2 separate regions of the Mus musculus genome follow, and region 2 is linked to region 1. The links are chromatin contacts, called in public HiChIP or PLAC-seq maps. All regions are on one chromosome and are shown on one strand. Each heading gives the region's core, a stretch centred on a gene start, on an enhancer-like site or on the middle of the called end of the contact. The rest is flanking DNA. Distances are from core to core; before and after follow the strand shown. Region 1 overlaps Abhd6 (abhydrolase domain containing 6). Region 2 holds the start of Pdhb (pyruvate dehydrogenase (lipoamide) beta).

Region 1 (6,856 bases), core at 2,178-4,677:
ACCTGCAGAGGACGAGAAAGAAAGAAACATATATTTTTCATGCATTTCTAATCTCTGTAAGTACAGTGTGACTTCCTGCTTCTGCTCTGCCCACATAGGACTCACAATTGTTGTGGGTCACCCTGGGGCTGTTTGTATTCTGATGTTCATTCTGCTTCCTCAAGAGGGGCTTGCCCCCCCCCCCCCCCCCCCCGCAAATGTAGATTAGGAGATCTCACCGAACTTTCTCCCCATTCTCCCTGGCCAAAAAAAGGCTAGAGCTAATGATTGGGCAATGGAAGGGAAAGGTGGGACTGGAGGTCTTGAGCGAGAGATGGAGGAAGAGGAGGTGGAAGGAAGATGGAGAACCACGGGGCCTGTTGCCCGGTGAACTGTGCACAGACAGCCTGGTTCCCGGTCGAGCACAGGCCTGGAACCCTGGAGCCCTGGTGGGCGGTGACTTCCGCCTTCATAGGACTGTAGGAGTTCCAGGCCTCCTGGGCCTCTGGCTCCCAAGGCAGCTAAAGCCTCCCACAGCCCCCTGCAGAGAGGTGTGAGGCTATCAGCAATGCCCCAAGCTCCTGGTATTGTTCCTGGTATTGTCTGGACTCCACCCCCACAGTTACCTGGCAACAGCTAGGTATGCTCCTTCCCACAATTACCTAGCAACATCCTTGTTCTCTTACCCTCTTGTTCTCCCTCTTTGCCACTCCCTTCTCCCCTCCCTCCTCATGGCCATGGCCGCTCTCTTCTCTACATTCTCCCTTTCTACAATTAATGCCTTAAAACCATGGACTGCCTTTTTTTTTTTTTTTTTGGTTTTTCGAGACAGGGTTTCTCTGCATAACCCTGGCTGTCCTGAAACTCACTTTGTAGACCAGGCTGACCTCGGACTGCCTCTTCTCATCAGGATCCACCGTGCTGGATCTTGGAGCAGGTTTCCCTCTAACAAGCTGCGTGTCTAACCTCCCGCTGAGAAGCCTTCCTGCGCTCCATCTTGGCCACCCGCAGAGCAAGCCGCCTGGGCTAGCAGGACTCCTCTGCCTTCACTTTGCCCCCACCCCCACCTCGGCCAGAGTCTGCCCGAGGGTCCCCACTTTGTTCTCAGCTCTTCCAGCAGCATCTGGGATGTCTGAGAATGAGAGCCTGCTGCCTCCGTGCTGCCCAGGGACCCCAGAACCGGCTCTTCCATGGTGCTCAGTGGTCTGTGGTGCCCAAGAGTTGGACGCCGACTCTGGCAGGTTCTTGGGGGACCCTAGACTGCGCCTTTTCCCACCCCTGGAGTGGGATCCTGGGGCTTCTCACAGTCCAACGCCTGCCAGGCATTCCATCGGGTCTGCCTTGCCCAATGGCCCTAGCCCCCAGAGGTCGCGGGACACCATTTTTTTGCCCCACAATGGCCTGAAGAAGCCACAAGTAGCAAGGGGTCTCATAGCTGGGGAATAAATTAGTATGGTGATATATCTGCCCAATCTAGGCATAATTGTGTTTTGTTTTGTTTTTTTTAATATAGGCTTACTGAGGTAAGAAATTACCGCAACCCACAATGGTGATTTTCACCTTGGGGTGTGCCAGAGCTTGAATGTGTCCCTCAAAAGTTCATGGATGGGAACTTTATCCTTCTGTCCTCCTGAATGGATTAATGAACCACTGAGATCTCTGACCACAGGAATGGATTAATGTCACCATCCTGCTGTCCTCAACCCTGTTATACCACAGGAAGCCCCTCACTATATGCTGAGCACATCGTGGCACTCTGCACATGGACTTCCCAGCCTCTGAACCATTAGCTTATAAACTTCTAAGTCCTTATAAACCACTCAGCCTCAGGCATTTTGTTGTAAGAGAAAACAATCAGGAAAAAAAAACCAAAAAACCCTGTTTTTAATATCTTTTTCTCCGGATATTCTTTTTTTGTTTTGTTTTGTTGGTTTTGTTTTGTTTTGTGACAGGGTTTTTCTGTATAGCCCTGGCTGTCCTGGAACTCACTTTGTAGACCAGGCTGGCCTCAAACTCAGAAATCCGTCTGCCTCTGCCTCCCGAGTGCTGGGATTAAAGGCGTGCACCACCAAGCCCGGCTTCTCCAGATATTCTTGAACAAAAGACCCCGTGCATACTTTGGTATACACTGCTGTTCATCTGCTTTCTATACTTCTCTCTGCCTCTTCTTGCTTCAAACTTTATGGAAAATCTTTGGTAGGCATGATTCCTCAAAAGCAGCCACAAATGTGCTTCTCGGAATGAACTTGTTGCATCTTTGGAGAGCTGGCTGTGACCTGAATGGTAGCCCCATAAATTCTTAAGTTGAAGTCGGCATTGCCTGATTTGGAATAGTGCATTATAGATGTAGTGGTTAAGATGATGTCATAATGGAGCAGAGAAGCCCTAATCCAATATGGCTGGTGTTCTTAAGGGGGTAGGGGGAGGAGGATGTGGATCAAGATATACACACTTGCACGCACACACGTGCACGCACACACGCGCACAAACTGCCGCGGGGAGATGAAGGTAGAATCCAGGGACTAAGATAGGGGATGCCAAAGATGGTTGCAAGCACCAGAAGCTAGGGGGACATGGAGAAGAGTCTCCTTCAGCTCTCAGAAGGAACCAGCCCTGTTGATGCCCTGACCTTGAACTTGCAGCCCCTAGAACTGAAAGATAATACATTGCTCTCAGTTGGTTGAGGCCTCCCCACCCAGGCTGTGGTCCACAGTTGCTGCAGCCCTCTGAAACAAATGCAAGCCTATATGACAAAACTTATCAAAACTTTGAGCACATATGATTTTTGATCTGGTGACTTCACATGCAAAACTGTATCCTTTAGATGGAGCATCATGGTCCACAAATACACATGCACAATGCTCACTGGAATGCTGCTTACTGTCCAAAACTGAAAGGGACCTAAATGGTCAGCAGGATAGAATGAGCACTGTCCGCTTCTGTGTTGTGTTTTGTTTTTGAGACAGGGTTTCCCTATGTATCCCTGGCTATCCTTACTCTGTAGACTAGGCTGGCCTCAAACTCAGAGATCTGCTTGCCTCTGCCTCTGAGTGCTGGGATCAAAGGCCTGGGCTTTGTAACACCCAGCTACTACAGGGTCCTTCAGAAGGATGAAGAAAGACTTTTTTGGTCAAGAATCATTACAGACGACAATAAATCAGGTGCGGATGGGGGTGTTTCTGAGGAGCAGGATAACTTCTTGGTTTCAAAGTATCTGTCTATAACCTGCTTATTAGAAACAGCCTGATGAGACTGTTAAAATGACCATCCCCAGTGAAGAGACAATTCAGAGAAACTCAAGTTAAAGAGTGTTTTATAAAATAACTAACCAAATAATGTGTCGAACACCTTGTCAAATGAATGACAAAGCCAGCCAGAGAATGCCTCCAATTAAATGAGAATAAAGACAGCCATCCAACAGGAGCTCCTGGGCTGGGTACTGGCTCAGGGCGGTAGGAGGGTGAAGAGGCACAACCTGAGGTAAATGACAAACATGGACTGTGGGCTGGCTCCTCCATTCCCAGAATGCTTTGGTTACATGAAAGGGTGGGTTTTCTTTTTTTGTTTGTTTGTTTTTAAAGATTTATTTATTTTTATTTATATGAGTACACTATAGGTGTCTTCAGACACACACAAGAAGAGTGCATTGGACCACATTACAGATGGTTGTGAGCCACCATGTGGTTGCTGGGAATTGAACTCAGGACCTCTGAAAGAACAGTCAGTGCTCTTAACCACTGAGCCATCTCTCCAGTCCTGAAAGGGTATTCTTGTTCACAGAAAATATACTCTGAAGTTCAAGGGACCCTAATGTAAGCAAATTACTCTGTGTAGTCTGAATAGATTGGGACACTACAATCAATGTTGTAAATGTAAAATTTAAATTGCTAGTAAATAAAACTTGGAACACTTGTGCCATAAAAAAAATACTCAGTGGTAAAAAGAAAAAAAAAAATTATGTGTCAGATAGTGGTGGCTCATGCCTTTAGGCCCAGGAGGCAGAGGCAGGTAGATCTCTGTGAGTTCCAGGCCAGCCTGGACTACAGAATAGGTTCCAGGACAGCAGAGTTACATTGTGAGACCCTGTCTCAAATAACAATACAACCACCAAAAATCAGACAAACACAAAAACCAACCAACCAACCCAAAATGCTGTGTATGGATGAATCTTAGAAGCATGCTGCAGGGACAGAGGCCACCTGCAAAGGACTGTAGCCTACATGACACCATTTATATGCAATTTCTAGAAAGGCCAAAGTTAAAGAAAGAGGGCACGGCTGTGCATGGGCATCGATACAAGCCATGAATGGGAGGACCCTGTGTGGTTAGAATGCTCTGGAACCAGGCTGTGGACAGGGAGCCCAGGGGGAGCTCCACTACACACAAGCTCAGCAACCATAAAGCAGGGATGCTAAGATGGCTCAGTGAGTAAGGGAGCCTACCACCCACACCCACACCCCACCCTGCCACACATACACAAACAAAATCTAAGTAACTATTTTTCAATCAATAAAGCAGCTAAAACTGATGAATTATGGTAAAGGTAAGAATGCTTTGTATTTTTTTTTTTTTGCTTTTGTCTTATTTTTAAAAGTTTATGTGTATAGATGTTTTGGCTGCATACATGTCTGTACACATGGCTGGCATTTGAGGAGGCTGATGGGGTGTCAGATCCCCTGGAACTGTACATATGTATGCTTGTGAACTGGAGTAGGGCAGGTAAACAGTAGCCGCCTTTTGTTCTGCTTTGATTTATGGTGCTAAGAATCGAACCAAGCACTCACACATGCTACTTGAGTGCTCTGCCTCTGAGCCATGGTCCCTGCTGTTGTTAACTGGTTTTGTAAACAATGGTTCCCTATGACACAGCCATGTCATATCTTTACATATCACCTATGATACTTTACACACAAGCAGAACTGAGTGAATGTGACAGAGACTAGCTACAATGTGGAGAGCAAAGCTACAATTATTTACTATTTGGTTCTTCACAGGAAGTTTCCAACTTCTGGCTTAAGAGAATTCCAGATATCTTGCAAGGAAGTAAAGGAAACAGGAACTAAGATTTGGAAGTAAAGGACACAAATTTACACGATTAGATTTTCATGTGACAGAATGGCTTTTGGTAATTTTGACTTAAACAGGGCCTGTACTGCTAAGTTGGCTGCCATTTCCTGAACTCAGCAGGAACCATCGCACAGAGGCAGAGCACTCTGCTTTACCTTCGTAGGTAGCAGAATGCAGGTCCATGTCCCTGCACCTGACAGATAAATTAGGGTTGGAAGTATGGCTTACGGTAAAGTGATGGCTTAGCATGAACGAGGCCCAGTGCTGCACACTGGTAGCCTGCAATTCCAGGTTTGGGATGTGCAGCCAAGAGGAGCTCATGGACGAGGCCAGCTTGGGCTACATGGTAAAAGAAACCTTATCTCAACAGCAAATTCCCTTTCATGCTAAAAATCAACCATCACTGTTCTCAGCTCAGAGAGCCGTGGCAGACGCTGGCACCCAACATAAGAAGGCTACCATGGAGGCTTGCTTTAAAGATGACCACTGGCTTTTTTCTATAGGGTCCTGTGACATACCTGGTCTTGTTTCCCCCAAATGATCTGTGTCGGGACCTTGATCTTGTCCATATTCTCATGCAGAGAGTATCTGGATTTCTCATTGACGATTTCCAAAAACACTTGTCAGAAAAGAAACACACAGTGAGTCTAAGTATGCGGGTGTCTCCGTAGTCAGAGCTTCTTCAAGCCCAAGCCACCATCTCCTTTCTTGAGGGGCCCAGAAAACATTCCAAATACAGAGGTTTACAGATTACGAGGCAGCCAGCCACTAAGCCGCAAGTGGAGCGGGGCTACTTACATTTCCGGTAGAAGCTGTTATGAGGAATGCGAACATCGACAAGACCTTGAAGGATCTGAGGGTGAAAAATCCAAAGTTAGAAAACACGAGAAGTCTCACTTCCTCCAGCCTTTTATAGCTCTGCGGCAGCACAGGGGGCAGTGCTCAGGACGTTCCTACACTGTCAAGGGCTGGGCCTGTGAGTCCCCAGAATGTAGACTATAATTGGGAGGCTTTACAGAAGCAAATCAAGGGATTACAGAGAGATAGCTCCATAGTCAGCAGCACTAGCAGCTCTTGCAGAGGACCCGGGTTCAATTCCCAGCACCAACAAGAAGGCTCACAACCATCTGTAACTCCAGTTCCAGGGCCCTGATGTGCTTGTCTAGCCCCTGTAGGCACTGCACACACGTGGTGCACCAATACACAGGCAAAACACCTTTCACACTAAACAGTAATAATAAGAAAAATTAGGAAGTGTGATGGCTTGTATATTCTTGGGCCAGGGAGTGGCACCATTTGGAGGTGTGGCCTTGTTGGAATAGGTGTGACCTGGTTGGAGTAGGTGTGTCACTGTGGGTGTGGGCTTAAGACCCTTACCCTAGTTGCCTGGAAGTCAGTCTTCCACTAGCAGCCTTTGGATGAAGATGTAGAACTCTCAGCTCTGCCTGTGCCATGCCTGCCTGGTTACTGCCATGTTCCCACCTTGATGATAATGGAGTAAGCCTCTGAACCTGTAAGCCAGCCCCAATTAAATGTTGTTTTTTATAAGACTTGCCTTGGTCAAGGTGTCTGTTCACAGCAGTAAAACCCTAACTAAGACAGAAGGAACTTAGGAGATGCTGCAAAGCCAAGGCCTGCACATTATCTTAAAGACACCTCTAATTGCCAGGCATCTTGAGAAATTATCAGTTTAGTTCAAGACAAAAATCTGAATAAACAAAATATCAGGTCATTAGTCAATGATAAGGAGCTGGGGAGATAACTCAATTGGTGGAGAGCAGGCCTAGCATGTGCCACGCCTTGATCATCT
Region 2 (6,856 bases), core at 1,842-4,341, 120 kb before region 1:
TTTCACCTCTACCAGCAGATTCTAGCAGGATAGTGTGTGTGTGTGTGTGTGTGTGTGTGTGTGTGTGTGTGTGTGTGTGTGTGTGTGTGTGAGAGAGAGAGAGAGAGAGAGACTCTGGAGCTCAGGCTTGCCTGCCCTGCTCAGGGGTCAGCCATATTTCTGAGTCTTGTGATGTCTGCAGGATAGTGTGTGTGTGTGTGTGTGAGAGAGAGAGAGAGAGAGAGAGAGAGAGAGAGAGAGAGAGAGAGAGAGAGAGAGAGACTCTGGAGCTCAGGCTTGCCTGCCCTGCTCAGGGGTCAGCCATATTTCTGAGTCTTGTGATGTCTGCTTCTCCCTCGTTGCTGATGTTCTTCACTCTGGGGATATTTGGACTCAGACACACAAAACAATGAAGCTCAAGTTCGTTTCCTCTGGTTTCCACCTTGTAATCCTTCAGGGACGTCTGCTTTGGGAGAGGGGTTAACGCAGACCAAGAAAATCACTAAGTGTGTGAATGAAAAATGAGATAAAAGGAGAACATGGCTATGCCTCAAGTGTGGAGAAGATGTCTATTGTAGACATAGGGAGAAAGCAGGCAGAAGGAAGAGTCCAGGCTGAACATGGCCAGCAGAGTAAACTGGGCTGTGAGAGGAGAGAGGGGAGGAAGAACAAGAAAGGACCTGGGAATAAGAGACTCATGTAGCCCAAATGGCTGTATTATATAGGGATCAGGCTGGGGACAGGAAGCCCAGCAAATGGTAGGGAGAGGTTTAGGATAGGAGGTGGGGTGAGAAGTGTTCAGAGGAGTCATAGGTATTAAATGAGACTTGTCCTGGGCTTGAGACTTAATACAGTGTATATGTACTAAGCTATTAATATGGACAGGCGGATTCTCTTTTATATTAGAGCAATCAAGTGTGTCTTTATGATATAGAACACAAAATGTCCCTTTCTGTTCCCTATCAAAAAGGACTAGACCCAGCTGGAACTAGAAGGATTCCAAGCACTGGCTGTTTCCTCCATTGCTGGAGGTAACTGGAAGCTTGAAGTTGTCAGAAATAAGTTTGGGGACACAACGAAAGAGACCAGCACTTCATTTGAAGTGTCTGGACAAGGTGAACTTTACTCCTGATCAAGAGGGAGTTCTCAGAAAGAGGGAATACACAGGGAGACTGGGAGTGCGTTTCATCTTCATTCTAACTCAGGCGGTGATTGTTTCTTTTCCGAGTTGGCACGAGTCTGAAATCACAGTCTGATGCAATGGCTATCCTTAGATGACTCAGCAATCAGGAAATGCAAGAGGAAGAGGAAAGGAGTGAAAGGAAGGCCCATTGCCCCAGGTGTTGAATTCCAAGAACAAAGCAGTGGGCCTTTGCATAAATTATGCTTAAGGAAGATTCAAACTTTTTTTTCAACTTTTTTATTAGATATTTTCTTCCATTTACAATCAAAAGATTCAAACTTTTGCTCAAAGCTAGGTGTGGTGGTCCATTCCTTTAATCCCAGCACTAGTAGGAGGCAGAGGCAGACAGATCTCTGAGTTCAAAGCCAGCCTGGTCTACATCAATTTCCAGAATGTCCTTTGGTTACATGAAAGAGTGTCTTTGTTCACATATACTCTGAAGTTAGGGGACTCTGATGTAAGCAAACTTCATAGTTTGAATAGATGAGAACACTAAAGCCAATGTAGTGAATGCAATATTTAAGTTGCTAGTAAATAGAATTTGGAACATTTAAGCCATAGAAAAATAGTGGTAAGAAGAAAAACTATGGACTGGTTGGTGGTAGCATAAACCTTTAATCCCAGCACTCAGAAGGCAGTAGCAGGTGGATCTCTGTAAATTCAAGGCCAGCCTAGTCTACAGAGAGAGTTCCAAGACACCCAGGACTACACATAAAAACACTTCCTTGTGAGGAAAAACAAAAACCAAAACCACTTACATTAAAGTTTTTCAAGGCAGGAGAGGGGATTTGAAGTCCTTGTCCCAAACACAAGTTTATATAATTTTTGATAGAAAGACTCATATTGGGGCTGGTGAGATGGCTCAGTGGGTAAGAGCACCCGACTGCTCTTCCAAAGGTCCAGAGTTCAAATCCCAGCAACCACATGGTGGCTCATAACCATCCGTAACGAGATCTGATGCCCTCTTCTGGTATATCTGAAGACAGCTACAGTGTACTTACATATAATAATAAATAAATCTTAAAAAAAAAAAAAAAAAAAAAGAAAGACTCATATTTGATATATCTCACATGGTGACCACCTGATGGCAGCAATGAGGGAGGTTTGGAAGGAGGTGATCCCATACCTCAGTGTCCTTTTACAGTCGATGAGACTGAATGCAGAATATAAAGGCCACATCTAAGTATCTATTCTCAACTGTCTCTTGTCCTGCTAAAGCTATGTTTCAGGCTTCTCCAGTCCCGGTATGCCATCTAAATTCAGCAAGATCAGAACAACCTCCTCACCTCTTCTCGCCTGGATGGAGATAATACAAACAGAAACCACCTAAAAGCACTTATCAAGCACACATCACAGTACTTGGCACACAGTGGACGCTTAGTGCCTACATGAAAGCTATTGTTCACATTCAATTTACAGCGCCCTTCATATAATGGTAGGTTCACCCTCCACTGTTGTGTGTGCAAGATTCACACGTTGCTCAAAGTCCTTCAGTGCCCGCAAAGGGGTGGCTTTACGGTCCTAGCAGCCTCGGTCGGATCAGGCTGCACTGACTCAGTCCCAGCACGTGAGCAGTCAGCAGTCAAGTCTGAGTGTAGGGCGTGTTAGGTGCATGACAGCCTCTGCAAGCGGTCTGCAAAGTTATCTCCAGTGCACCGGGTCAGAGAGGAACAGCAGCCTCACGTCACCTCTGCTGGACCGCGACTCGCTAGGTGGGCGGGGCTCGCAGGCGTCGAAACTAGCCGTTGGCTACGCATGCAGAGGCGGGGCCCAGAGGGCGCGCTCTGCCAAAGCCTGGGGGCGGGGCCTATGAAATAGCGCCTTGCTATTGGCTTCCTCAGGAAGACGGGACTCTCAGTTACCATTCTATTGGCTTTGCCGAACAGAGGTGGGACGTAAAGGTGTCACGCCCTACTATTGGCTGCGTCAGACGGGCTCTGCGGCGCTTCTGTGTTGTCATTCGGCAGCTAGTAGAGGACACGGGCAAGATGGCGGTGGTGGCTGGTCTGGTGCGGGGACCCTTGCGGCAGGTAGGTAGCGGCCCCTAGCGCGTCCACTGTAGGCCCTGTGCCCTTTCTGAACCCTTTTTTCTCTCCCTTCCAGGCTTCCGGGCTGCTGAAGAGGCGTTTTCACCGCTCGGCGCCCGCAGCGGTGCAGGTAACCGGTCCCGACGTCGGGCAAGGCCGGGAGGGAGCCCTGGGGCCCGGGAGCAGGCCTGAGAGATCGGGGTCGTGTCTGCCCCAGGGCCAGGTGGCATCTTGGACCCTGACAGCGGCCGCGTCCTGCGGATGATTCGCGCTGCCTCTGTCCTCGCCCGGTGCCATTCATATTGGTAACCATCCCTTCGAGGCCGGTGGCAGTCGAACAGACAACCACCTGCTTTCCTGACTTTTAATCCCCACCCTGGAGTTGTGGTAAAATGTAGCTTTGAAATCTTATGTGTTCAAATGTGGCATCGAATGAATTCACGGTCTACACTGTCAACTTCCAGAACTTTACACGATAATAATTCACACTCTTTCGGCCGCTGTTGTATTGTACTTTTCTGGCTCTTTTTGAGTTCTTGTTTTAGAGCGTCATATAAGTTGAATCTTTTGTTCTTTTGTGTCTGGCTTATTTAAAAAGGTTCATCCACATTGTAGAATACATTCATCAGAATTTGTTCCTTTGGAACGTTGAATCATATCCTTTGTACGTTTTATTTATACATTCATTTAAGGGTGGTTTGTTTCTATCTTTTGAATTTGTTACGGTGCTGAGAACATTGGCTTGCAGATACATGCTTTTTTTGGCATATATATATCTAGAAGGATTTTATCAGTCTACATTACTGTAGTAGCATAGCAGCACCTGCATTGTGGATGTCAAGTGTTGTGCACTAGTGAACGCTTAATACTTAGTCGTAGTTAGTATCCATAGTTAGACCTTCCTTGCTAGTTCTCTAAGTCTTAGTACTTCAAGTGTATTGGTAAAACAGCCTGGCATGCTTCCTCCGTAGGAAACTGCCTGGGAGCTGGTTTAGCAATCGCTCAGTTTTCTTGCCCGTGCATATGAAGCAGTAGAGCAGAAGTGTTCTGTAAGCTTGTCACTGACGCCTAGTGAAGATTAGTTGGCATAAGTGGTACTTGTTACGTTCTATGTGTGTGAGCATGCACATTGTGGTCAATGTGCAGGGGATCCGTTTCCTCCTTCCGCCATGTAGGAAACTGGAGATGAAACTCAGCAGGCTTGGCCACCTTGCCTCCTCAGATTCTTGGAATGTGGGCTGCCTGCATGAGTGTTAAATTTATGTGTTATGTTGTGGGCAGTGTAGGTAAGTATAAGGAAGGGGGTTTCCATAGTCTCCTGAATAATCCTGTAGCATGTTTTCTGTTTATATACTTGTGACAGTTGACAGTTCGTGAAGCTATTAATCAAGGTATGGATGAAGAACTAGAAAGAGATGAAAAAGTTTTTCTGCTTGGGGAAGAAGTTGCCCAGTATGACGGTGCATACAAGGTAACTGAAATAGATAAACTTTATGTAAAATTTAAAAGTAGCCATTTGCCCTGACAACCACTTGGAAGTGATGTGGTTAAATCTTAATTGTAGGTTAGCAGAGGCCTGTGGAAGAAATACGGTGACAAGAGGATCATCGACACCCCCATCTCAGAGGTGCACTCTCTGGACAAGCTTTGGGGGGGCTGGTCAAGTATTCAATTTTAATTTCTATGGACTTTTTCTTAGGCTGGTGTTTGCTTTACAGATGGGCTTTGCTGGAATTGCTGTTGGTGCAGCTATGGTATGTAATATTTATGGAGCTAATCCAAGGAGGTTTCCTTTAATAACTTTTGAAAATATTGTTTGCTCTGTGTGTTGTGGTGTTTGCCTTTACTCCCAGCACTCAAAAGTCAGGCAGGGCTGGTGAGATGGCTCAGCAGATAAAAGCACTGACTGCTCTTCCAAAGGTCCTGAGTTCAAATCCCAGCACCCACATGGTGGCTCACAACCACCCATAATGGGGTCTGACGCTCTCTTCTGGGACAGCTACAGTGTACTTACGTATAAATAAATCTTTTAAAAAAGGAAAGAAAGAAAAAAGACAGCAAGTACATTTGCCAGGCGTGGTGGCACACACCTTTAATCCCAGCTCTTGGGAGGCAGAGGCAGGCAGATTCCTAAGTTCGAGGCCAGCCTGGTCTACAGAGTGAGTTCCAGGACAGCCAGAGCTGCACAGAGAAACCCTGTCTCGGAAAAAAAAAGTCAGGCAGATCTCTGAGTTCAAGTCCAGCTTGGTCCACAAAGTGAGTTCCAGGATGACCAGAGTTATACAAGGAAACCGGTTTCCAAAAAACCAAAAGAAAAAGGAAAAAAGAAAAAAAAAAATACCCCCAAACCATGCTGCTTGTATGTCGGGAGAGTAGACTGCTTGGTTATTCACCACTCTTCCTTGTTCTACTTAGTCTTTTTAACATTGATGTTTTCCATTTGACAGGCTGGGTTGCGGCCCATCTGTGAATTTATGACCTTCAATTTCTCTATGCAAGCTATTGACCAGGTTATAAACTCAGCTGCCAAGACTTACTATATGTCCGCTGGCCTTCAGCCTGTGCCCATAGTATTCAGGGGGCCCAATGGCGCCTCAGCAGGTGTAGCTGCTCAGCACTCGCAATGCTTTGCTGCATGGTATGGGCACTGCCCAGGTTTAAAAGTGGTCAGCCCCTGGAATTCCGAGGATGCAAAAGGACTTATTAAATCGGCCATTCGTGATAATAACCCAGGTAACCCTACATCTCTTTTGAACACTAGAAAGCTGACATGAACTCTCTGCATATAAGGCATCAGGGGCATCTAGTGAGGCTTAGATACAGCATATGTATAACGTACTAATGATTTAGAGACAGGAAAGATAGTCAAAAATGTACTTTTTCTTCTCACTCTGAGGGGCTGGTTATTTACTGCATACCTGCACATTTGGCTTAACCTCTATTGACCAGACTGTGTGTAAACCATTTTAAAGTTCCTATATGAGACAGAGACCAGGCTTCTAATTCATAAGATGAATGGTTTTGTAGTATATGCACTCGTAGTTTGTTGTTTGAGAACTTATAATGTTTTGCAGTGGTAATGCTAGAAAATGAACTGATGTATGGAGTTGCATTTGAACTTCCTGCAGAAGCTCAGTCAAAAGATTTCCTGATTCCTATTGGAAAAGCCAAAATTGAAAGGCAAGGTAAGAACACCTTGGTATGCAGTAATCATTTTTACTGTAGCCCCTGTGTTTGCATAGGTCAGAAGTTACTGCTAACTTGTTTAACTTAAAAAGTAAGAATGAGTGAGCTTGTTAGGCTTTTCTGGTAGTTTGTATTTCATGACCCTGAATACAGCCTCATTGTACAGCTCACTGAAATAAGCTGCAGGTTTGATAAGACAGGCCATAGCTGCCTACAGAGTCACTGGTACAGCAGTTCCATTGACCTGTAATCTGTGACCACTTTATTTCAGGGACCCACATCACTGTAGTTGCCCATTCAAGACCAGTGGGCCACTGCCTAGAAGCTGCAGCTGTATTGTCTAAGGAGGGAATTGAATGTGAGGTAAGTGGACTTTCACTCCCCCTATCCCTCACAAATCAGAAAGGCTCCTTTTAAGATCCAAGACTGATGAGTTGGCTTAGCAGGTAAAGTTGCTGCCAAGCTCTGACAGCTCCTGAAA

Evidence for each region. HiChIP or PLAC-seq counts read pairs in DNA pulled down with a chosen protein or histone mark.
Region 2: an H3K27ac HiChIP or PLAC-seq map of embryonic stem cells shows a contact between it and region 1, with 22 read pairs. The contact joins the promoter of Pdhb here to the enhancer-like site in region 1. A contact is called at or near these places in 8 of 39 promoter capture datasets (the C10 cell line, the HPC-7 cell line, cranial neural crest and 5 more), 3 of 484 Hi-C or Micro-C datasets (all in embryonic stem cells), 8 of 115 datasets of contacts at active chromatin or transcription factors (embryonic stem cells, extraembryonic endoderm stem cells, large pre-B cells and 1 more) and 3 of 9 other capture datasets (adipose tissue, liver and pancreatic islet).

What each region holds. Positions count from the first base shown.
Region 1 is chr14:8,048,617-8,055,472 of GRCm38.p6, reverse strand. Abhd6 (abhydrolase domain containing 6) reads right to left here. Exons shown (of 9, transcript NM_025341.4): 7 at 5,845-5,899; 8 at 5,565-5,665; 9 at 1-2. It overlaps Gm41094 (a long non-coding RNA gene), which reads left to right. Exons shown (of 2, transcript XR_874211.2): 1 at 1-56; 2 at 812-1,455. Among named protein-coding and RNA genes, the nearest start is that of Gm41094, 3.6 kb to the left of the region's middle. Within about 2 kb of position 3,427, at least 3 of the 459 cell types and tissues checked have an H3K27ac peak or open chromatin away from gene starts, as enhancers often do. A contact at or near this core is called in embryonic stem cells, where this site is marked.
Region 2 is chr14:8,169,227-8,176,082 of GRCm38.p6, reverse strand. It overlaps Pdhb (pyruvate dehydrogenase (lipoamide) beta), which reads left to right and starts at 3,091. Exons shown (of 10, transcript NM_024221.3): 1 at 3,091-3,192; 2 at 3,266-3,319; 3 at 4,553-4,660; 4 at 4,754-4,816; 5 at 4,908-4,943; 6 at 5,637-5,922; 7 at 6,264-6,374; 8 at 6,647-6,738. The coding sequence starts at 3,151.